Regions from separate parts of the Gossypium hirsutum genome. Here region 2 is linked to region 1. A link is a contact called in public Hi-C data. All regions are on one chromosome and are shown on one strand. The core of a region is the stretch at or near the end of the contact, and the rest is flanking DNA. Distances in the headings are between cores, read along the strand shown.

Region 1 (4,872 bases), core at 1,414-3,913:
CACAGGTGGAAGTCTACATAGAGGTATCGATCAACATCTATTATGAGGTCATGGATAGGAGTATAACAGGGGAGCTAGTTACAATTGTTATACGGACATAAGCTCGAACTTTTCGGATACTCGAAGATGTTGACTTATAAATATCATACAGAAGTTTGAAGGAATAATCATAGGGAAAAATTGTGGGGCTTTCCGCTATAATCGACATAATTTTTTTTCTCTCTATTTCCCATAACTGGTATCTTTAACCTTCTTTCTTATCTCAAGGTTGACACTGCTGTTGACGAGGAGGACTCTGAAGCGGGCAATGGCTGTTGCGATGCAGTAAAAGTGATGCTCTTTTTGGGGTGACAACGATTTTCGTTATTAAACAACTCATTAATAAATAGAACTGTCGCCGCACCAACCCAAGTTTAACCTTTATTGTGCCGAAACATCCGCTCACTGCTTGAGAATCCTCTTGTATTCACCTCAGTGTCAGCCTTCAGATAAGAAAGAAAGTTAAAGATACCGACTACTTATGATTACACTGGAAAGCCCTTCGTTTTTCCCTATGATTATGACCTCAACTTATGTATGATATATATAAGGTATCATTTGCGGGTATCCAAAAAGCTTGAACTCATGACCACATAACGACCATCAATTGGACCTTGGTTATACTCGAACCTGTGACTCCATTACGGCTGCTGATTGGGACCTTCACTTAGACTTCGACCTCTAACCGTATCAAGCATTATCACCTCGAAAGCTAACTTTCATAATATGAGTTTCTGAGGTGATAATCCTATCCCGACATGATATATGAAACGTATGTATTCTGAGACGTGTTATCGCATACCCAACCCCTCAAATCTACCTATAAACTTTCACGATTTCACTTTTAAAACCCTAAACCCTAATTACTAATAAAACCCTAATCCTAACTCTAACCCTAACCCTAAGCCTAAACCTAAAAAAATTAAAAAAGAGTCTAAAGAGAGATATTGAAAGCGCGTCCAATTAGGCGCAATTTCACTCAATCTCTTCAAAATTGACTTATTTCTTTAAATTAAAAAAAACCTATTTAGTAAATTAAAAAAACAAAATTAGCATATATGCACAATTTAGCATTGATAAACCTGCGTATACCCTACCCTACATGCATTAATTGTTTGGTGCCTCACTTGTTTCAATCAGACGGCGCTTATCATCATCACAATCAGTTAGGTTGTTGGCTCTTTTAGCAATTCTTTTTAAATACATAGATTAAAGGCCTAAGAACGGATCTACCAAAATCAACAACTGAAGTGAAACACTGTCATCCTTAATTCATTCACGCACTCATCATTAAAAGCTCAAATTTAACAAATGTCAAGTATGAAACTTCAGCATCTATATTTATTCTTATTTATCAGATTAAAGTTTCATTTTTGTAGTTATAAAGATTGGGATTTTATAATTACATGATTGGTTACTTGCGATCCTAAATGTGGGTTAAGGTTGCAATAATTGGAGTGGGCTGACAAGCAAGCCAGCGCAGCAGCACCTGGATGTCATGTGCTTGGGTGGAGGAAAAAAAAGAGAGCTGTCCTAAATAGATAGATGGAGAAGCTGAAGATGACATTACCTACCTACCAACCTACCTCTTAAATCTTTTGGCTGCATGTGGGACTGCTTTAACCTTAGCGGAAGGTCAGTTTCAGACATCCAAATCCCCCTCCTCTCTCCTCGACACAAACTCACCTTACCTGACCTCAAATATTCTTATCATTTATTTCTGGTATGCATTATCCATGGGGCACTTGATTCGGATCCTTGTTTTAAAAGTTTTTGTTCCTACGGGCGTCAAAATAAAGTGTCTGTAACATACATGTCATGGGACTGTAGATCCATGTGCTTATTATTTTCTTCCAACTCTTGAATTTTCATCGTCTACGGATATTACCAATATGTTTCGATCTGTAAGAGGGGATATCATGTTAGAGAAAGCTAGTGAGACGATCAGACCAAGGTCGACTATTTGATTAGAGAATAATGCATGTTTTGTTCTAGAGAGACCAAGTAACCTTAGCTTAGGTACCTCATAAAAGTAGCTGCGAATAACTGGATCACCACGGCAGCAGCCCCAGAGACCTGTGCCACTATTACAATTAGAATAGGTAGGGCCAACAAGTTCAAAACGTTCCTTACGTTATTCTGCATAATCACTAAAGAAACCATTGCATCCTCATCCTGTCTACCATGCATCAGACAAAAGATTGGCCAAACTTGTAAGAAAAATCACACGAAAAAAGATGAAGTTCAAAGGAAATAGAATGATAATAAATCAATGATAGCTTAATTGAAGATAACATCATGAGAGAAAAATAGATGACGCCAACCAACAACTTCAATCAATTTAACCATGTACCAATCTAGGAGTTAGGTATTTACTAGTCTAGGAATCATAGCAGAATAGATTTATTTGCACAATGCTTCGGTCCAAGATTGATTAAATCAGCTAAAGATTGGTTGGCATTAGACAATGTTTTCAGCCGAATAGATTATGATCATACATAAGCACCATATAGACTCAACAAAGTACTGATTTAGAAGCAGCATAGGCTGGTGTCACGGTCACCCAAAGGTGTGGAGCAAGCCACCCTAAGTACAGGTGGAGGCCCTAAGGTGCGAATGGTGGCCAACAAGGGCCTAGGGAGGCCCCCTTAGCTGCAACAGGCCCAAAAAAGTGCACATGTGAGAAGAATGGGTCTGGGGTACCAAAAATCCGGAAGCCCAAGGAAGAGATCCAAACCTTGTGGAATAAAGTAGAACCTTTTGAAAGAGTTGTATAAAATATTCTAAAAATAAGTTCTTGATTATCTATTGTATTTGATCGTGACCGTTGGATCAAAGGGGTTTGGCATATATAAAGGAAGGCACCCCTCCATTTATAACATAAGTTAACTTATTGAGTAATAACAATTCCAGATTATCCCAACTCCCTTTTGTTCTCATTTGATGTGGGTGTGCTTCTCTAGGCCTAGAGCTTTGTTAAGGGACTCTCCGAAGCAAGGATCGAAGGTTGACTTAGGCATTGTTGGTGAAAGACTAGTGCCTAAGGTTGCATATTGGCAGAGTTAGAGTCTCGACCTATGACAAATGATATCAGAGTTAGCAGTTAGCTCTTGTGGTGAGTGAGAGATGACTACAAATCAGATAAGAGGAGCAAGCAAGGGGAAAGGGTGGTGGAGACTCGAGTGACAATGAAGAGCAAGAAAGGAGGCTCATGAGGGAGCTCAAAGGACTTTGTGGCGATCATGGAGACCTGAATGATCGATGTTGAGTCCGTAGTGAGTGATGTCCCAACTTGACTGGAGGACATTAAGGATTCCCTTGATGAGTTAAAGTCCGACATAGCGAAGTCCTAGGAGGAGATGAAGGTGTAGTTAAGAGAGGAGCTGCAAGGGGCTATGAAGGAGGCCTTAGGAGACCTTACCGGAAGGAATGAGGCCCTTGTAGTGTAACCTGTTAAGAGAGGAGCTGGAGGTGCAACTAAGAGAGGAGCTGCAAGGGGATATGTGGCGCATCATTTTGCCAGACCAAGGACCAATCCGCACTACCATCAAGACATTTAAACACTGTAATCTATTTAAAAGTTGCAGAAGCGGATCGGAGGACCACATTCACATTAACCTATCTTTCGAAGCACTATAAGAGGGTAGAAAAACACCAACTATCCGAGCGGCGATATGATGAGTGAGCACTTGTTCAAGCGTTTCCCACGACCACTCACCTTCACAGGTAACCGGGTGCCGAACCAGAGTGCTGTCTTCTAAAGGAGCACCACAGTATAGAACTGCTTCAGCGGGCCAACATCGTCAAGCCACGAATCATTCCACAAGTTGAGCAAACGTCCATTACCTATCGACCACTTAATGCCCGTAATACCCCCCCCCCAAAAAAAAAAAATTGTGTGAAATTGATCACCAAACATACTAACAACTGCTCCTCGCGATCGACAATGGGCAAATTCCTTGGACATTATTCTTAGCCCGTAAAACCTGAACCAACAGAACATTAATATTAGTAACAATGCCAAAGCCTAGCTTAAGCGAAGATACCTTGGTCTAGTCACCCATATGCTGTATCCCCAAACCTCCAGTCTCAAGAGGCGCATAACATCTATACCAGCTCACCAACGCAGGCTTACACGAAAGAATTCCTGAGCCCAAATAAAATGCCGCACTAGTCTCTCAATTTCATTACAAACTGACGTAGGAATTTAAGCTGTATTCATGAAATAATTGGGTATAGCATGTAAAACCTATTCGGTCAAGGTGATTCTTCCTACCATGGATTACCGCTTATCATTCCAGCCAGTCAGCTTTCTACGAATCTTATCAACTATAAAATGAAAGGTTTCAGTTGAAACTCGTCGATTAAAAACTGGCATTCCCAAATATCGAACCAAGTCAACCACCCAGAGAAACCCAAACTCCAACTTGGGGTCAATATTCTACAATATATAAATAATTAAAAAAACTTAAGACGGTTTAGTAAAATCATAAAAAAATTAGAATATATTCATAAAAATAAAAATGGATACTTTTAGACAATTTAAAAATTCAGTATAAGATAAAAAGTTCAAAAAATATATATTTAAAAAATTTTGAAATTAAAATTTGACTAGCATTGATTGAAGTTGACTGGAGTTGGCTAAAAATTTTTTTGTAGCTGACTATAATTTAAGTATATTTTTGGCAAAAACAAAAATTGATATAAATGTAAAATATAAGTATGGCTAAGAGCCAGCTTTATACTTAAAACATAATTTTAAAAATAAGACTCTAATCTCCGGAATATGAAATGCCTTATGGATGAAATTTTTATTTTTATTATGTTAAGTTG
Region 2 (5,076 bases), core at 226-2,725, 34 kb before region 1:
TTCTTCATCTTTTCTTCTTTAACTTCTCCTCCTCTCGTGGCTTATCCACTGCTAAATCAATATCAACCCCTTTCTCAGAACCACTCTGAACCATTTGTCCCCCATTAAAACTTCTTGAAAAAATGTGTTTTAAACTCTTAATAATGATGTTCAATTATTTTTAAAAAATTTTCAAAGTGTTGTTTCTTTTATATAATTTTTTTTTAAATGAGGGTTATCATTTCTGAAATAACAACAAAAACACAAAGTTAAGGCAGAGGAATAACCCTTTTGAAGATCTGATCAATTATCATGGGTCTGACAAACCTCAACTTTTTTTCTTGGAAAAGAGAGGTAAAAACAAAATTGTAAAAGGTTTAAAAAGATAAAGAAAAGAAAGAATAATCCAAATAAATGAAAAAACATTTGTTGAATAATGATCACCTGTATCATTACTCTCTATATATGTATATAATCATACAAATTAGAGGTGATCAAACAGAAAATTAAAGGGGTTTTTTTAAAACTAAATAACAATCTCTTGGTCAATTAATTCTCTCCATTTCTGCTTAAGCTACATGGTTAAAAAAAGAAGGAAAAAAAAATTCCACATTTCCCTCTGAAACAATCATTTCATTTCCAAACTTCTGTAATCCAAGAAACCAGTTTTCAAGCCTAAGAAATCATAGGCAGTATTGGTGTTGTTGCCACTGCTGCTGGCAGCAGTATCGATGCTGCAAATGCATTGTTTGCTGTTTTTAACTCCCAAACTGCAAAATAAACAGAGGGTTTTCCCTCCAGTTTTGAATGGATCTGCGTGCTGCTGGGTTTGATGGTAAGGAGGTGGGCTGATTCTTAGGTCCAAACTTAAGTCTGGACACCTTTCTTCAACTGCTGGGATTTTCTTCTCATCTGTCTCCACAAAACCATTGGGGTTATTCATCTTGTCATTTTCTTGTTTAACACCATTGAAGGATATTGTGGATGACACATCCTGATGAACACCTGCCTCACTCAGTGGCCTGTGAGTCGCTGGATCGATTCCTCTGTTCAATAGCTTCCTCCTTATGTGTGTGTTCCAGTAATTCTTTATCTCATTATCCGTTCTTCCTGGTAATCTCCCGGCTATAAGAGACCACCTGTAAATCAATTTAAAAACCAATAAGGATTTGAAATTTTGCAAAAAAAAAAAAGAAAAAAGAAAAGTAACGCAAAGTTGAACATAATACTTACTTGTTGCCGAGAAGGCTATGGAGCTTGATAATGAGTTCATCTTCTTCCTCAGTGAAGTTGCCACGTTTGAGGTCAGGTCTTAAGTAGTTGATCCAACGAAGCCTGCAACTTTTGCCACAACGGAGAAGGCCAGCAGCCTTAGGGAGAGAACGCCAGCAACCTTCACCGTGGGCTCGGATGTAAGCGATGAGGCGATCATCTTCTTCTTTGGTCCATGCACCTTTGTTTGTATGAGCTTTCTCACAGCAAGGAGACCTTCCCATTTTGGGATTTAGAAAATAGAAGCAGCAGTAGGGAAACGGAAACGAAGAAGGGTGGAGTTTGGTGTGGGTGGGAAGAACATTGAAGCCGGCCCTTTATGAGAGCTTTAGATGCAGTTTTATAGCCTTTTGACTCTTACTCTCACTTACCCACACAACAGGAGAGAGAGAGAGAGAGAGAGAGAGAGATGTGACCCTAATTTTCTTCTAGATGTGAGTTGGTGAGACAGGTTTGGGGGAGTGGCCGGTGGTGGGCTCTCTCTCCCCCTTTTTTCTAATATATTAATACACAATGAAAAATTTTAATGTTATAATTTATAAGTGAAATTGACACATTTTCTATTTATTTTTAAATATAAAATAAATAAAATCGCGAGCGCCCCAATAATCATTCTATGTTAATATAAGAAAATCACAAGTTATAAACATCGCTTAGTTATATTTAAAAAAAAAAACTAAAAATTTAAGCAGCATTTGTTGATATAGTTTTCACAAGAATGATTAAAATTGTAGGTGCATAAAATAATTATCATTAATATAATCTGTTTTGATGATATGAGCATGAATGAATAGATAATAAATAAAAAAAGAGTAGGTAATCTTCAGGTAGGTATTAAAGTATGGGCAAGACAAAAGGGCTAGTTTGGATGGGCGGTGTGTTTACCTCCGGTGAGGTTAAAAATAGCGGTGGCGGTGAGATTTGTTACTGTAGCAGTGAGATTGGATACTGTAGCGGTGAGATTAGAAACAGCGGTGGAGTGTGTGTTTGGATTCAAACGCAGCTGTAGCGGTGAGGTGAGAATAAAAAATGACTATTAAGGACATGATATTAGAATTGATATAAAATAGAAGTTTTTTAAATTATTTTACTTTTTTAAAAATTATTAAAATATGTGAATTTATAAATTCATTTAATAAAAAATTAAAATGTATCTTCCAATATTTTAATAAATTATATAATTAAATTAAATTATTTATTAGATAAAATGATAATTATTTTTAATTTTTTTAATACTTGTTATTGGAGACTTTTAGTTTGAAGATATTAAGACAATTGCATGTGCGTAAAAGTGCAAATGTTTTAAGTTGAAACCTCAAGTCAAAATTTTGGATGCTATTAACAAAGCTCCTATTTTGGATCCTATTTTGGTTTTTAGGAATCCAAAGCTCAGTTGCTGTTAACAACAATGCATCAGATGATGCAGATGAGGGTAGGAGAAAGGGATTTTTTTCTTTCAACCTTGTCATGCAATTTTTTTCTTTCATCTCTAATTTATTTCTCTTTGTTGGTTTTAAGTAGATAGGTTAACTCTCCATCTTTCTCTCTCAATTTCCCCCATTTTTCTCACTGCTTTATTAGTGATTTTTTTTGTTCTTTGGCAGAAAATAAGTTGCCACAGCCTAGCAGCATGGGAAACAAAGCCCTTATTGTCAAAAGGTAAGTTTAGTTCTATGGATAATGATGAGATTGAGAGTTCACAGAACCTGTCTAAGCAACCCAATCTTGTTTCATATCTAAAAACCAAGCTCAATGCTCAAATTCAAGTCTTATTCAGCCAAAGATCCTAGCTTTCAAGCTAAAAATGATGAAATAAAATCAAGTAGAACTCAACAAATCACAAGAGCCCAATCAATACAATAGATAATTGAACAACTCCAGCTGTTGGCTGTGTTTTTGTCTGCAAGAAAACTATTTGCAAGAAAACTGGATAAAATTGTAAAATAATAAATGAAAATATGGGCATTTTTGTCTGCAAGAAATCTATTCTGCTGGCTGTGTTTAAGCTGGAGGTTTTACCTCCAGTTGGAAATGAGGCTGCCAGTGAGATTGAATTCTTCAGCTGCACCTCACCGTTGTTTCTCCAAACGTCATCACAGTGCAGGGAAAAAGAATATTCCCTCAAAATCCCATCTCACCATGGCTGCGTTGGCATCCAAAGGAAGCCAAAGTGTGATCTCTAGTTCCCGCACCCATTTATTTTATATAGTATTTTCATTTTAACCTTTTGTATTACTTAGAGTTGAGATTAATAATTTAGTTAGCTTTAATTATCTTTGCTCCACCTCAGTAGACAACATGTACCGGAATACATGTTCTAACTTCTCTATATATCATACAATATTATTATATTGTTGGAACTAACATCCTCAGCCACAGGTCTTTGGAATATTAGTAATCCCCGTCTCTTTTGCTATTATTTTTTAGAAAAATGATTGATTGTGTGATTCAAGCATAAAATATTTAATCCATTGGTCTTTTTGTTACTGTTAGATCCAATCCTTGGAGAAAGTAAAAAAATAATTTCACGAGGATTAAGAAAATTCTATTCATTCTGTCTTTCTTTGGACTTTCTGTTAATACAATTTTTTGGTGAGAAAAATTCCGTACACACCAAAGAAATTCAAATAGAAAATGAAAAAATAGGATAATGTTCCAAGGCGTGTATCAAGTCACTATCTTTAAAGTTATATTCGCCCTACCTATATTCGGTGTGCAAAATATTTTCAAGCAAATTAACCTCGAGGATACAATGAAGCCAATGACTATTTGTGTTTTGCACTAACGAAAATAGTCCACTAAGCATTGAGCAATGAATAACAAAAAACTCAATTTCTATAAAGAATTTCTACAGCAACTCTTGATAGAACAATCTAATAATATTAGAAAATGAGGAAGGATAGAAAGAACTTTTAGAACTTGTTGGTGTGATTTCCAAATGAAATCACATTCCTATTTATAGGAATTTTCATATCTCTTCATAGAGACATCTTTCAATAGGTGTCTTTCTAAATAATAATGTCTTTAAAAAAACATATAGTTATTCATTTAATATTATAACTATTCAAATAATATTGTGTAAATAGTTATAATTCTTTTTCAAAAATCAAATAATATAACTTTTGACCATTGTGTAACATCCCCTACCCGTATCCATTGCCGGAATAGATACGAGGCATTACCGGAGTTTATTGAACATTTTCAGATAATTCTGAGTCATTTATTATTCATATTTTGAAATTAATCATAACGTCTCTCTATTGGGCCCTTGAAGCCCCAAACATACATTTCCATATGACCAGTTCTTGTAAAAATTTCACACAACCATTTCATATAACCATTCGTCATCTGATACATATTACCTGAATATCAATTGTTCAATAGATGTCATCGCGTCTCCCATCCACGGTCTTATTTATCTTTGACATGATGCCATAGTGTCTTCCGACTATGGTCTTACTCATTTTCTGTCAGGTTGCCATGGTATCTTTCAACCATGGTCTTGTTCATTTCATGTTACATTAACATGGTATCTTTCAACCATGGTCTTATTCATTCCCATCATGTTGCCATGGTATCTTTCAACCATGGTCTTACACATTTTATATCCTGTTGCCATGGTATCTTTCAACCATAGTCTTACACAATTTATATCATGTTGCCATGGTGTCTTTCAACCATGGTTTTACACATTTCATTTCAGAAAGCACACTCCCGCGAACCTCATCCTTACAGCGGGATTACCAGTCCAGGCTAAATCTCCTGTAATATAAACTCATAGAGTATTGTCGGGATTACCAGTCCAGGCTAAATCCCCTGCAACTA

Evidence for each region. Hi-C and Micro-C count contacts between places; a contact is called where the count stands out from the background.
Region 2: a contact with region 1 is called in a Hi-C map of leaf, with 2.3 times the contacts expected there. The contact joins the promoter of LOC107932573 here to the enhancer-like site in region 1. A contact is called at or near these places in 7 of 34 Hi-C or Micro-C datasets (anther, callus, leaf and 1 more).

What each region holds. Positions count from the first base shown.
Region 1 is chrA12:6,706,767-6,711,638 of Gossypium_hirsutum_v2.1, reverse strand. No RefSeq gene overlaps it. Among protein-coding and RNA genes, the nearest start is that of LOC107921438, 24 kb to the right of the region's middle. Within about 2 kb of position 2,663, at least 5 of the 9 cell types and tissues checked have an H3K27ac peak or open chromatin away from gene starts, as enhancers often do. A contact at or near this core is called in leaf, where this site is marked.
Region 2 is chrA12:6,739,388-6,744,463 of Gossypium_hirsutum_v2.1, reverse strand. It overlaps LOC107932573 (myb-related protein 308-like), which reads right to left and starts at 1,475. Exons shown (of 2, transcript NM_001327349.1): 1 at 1,213-1,475; 2 at 608-1,118. The coding sequence starts at 1,475. The coding sequence ends at 608.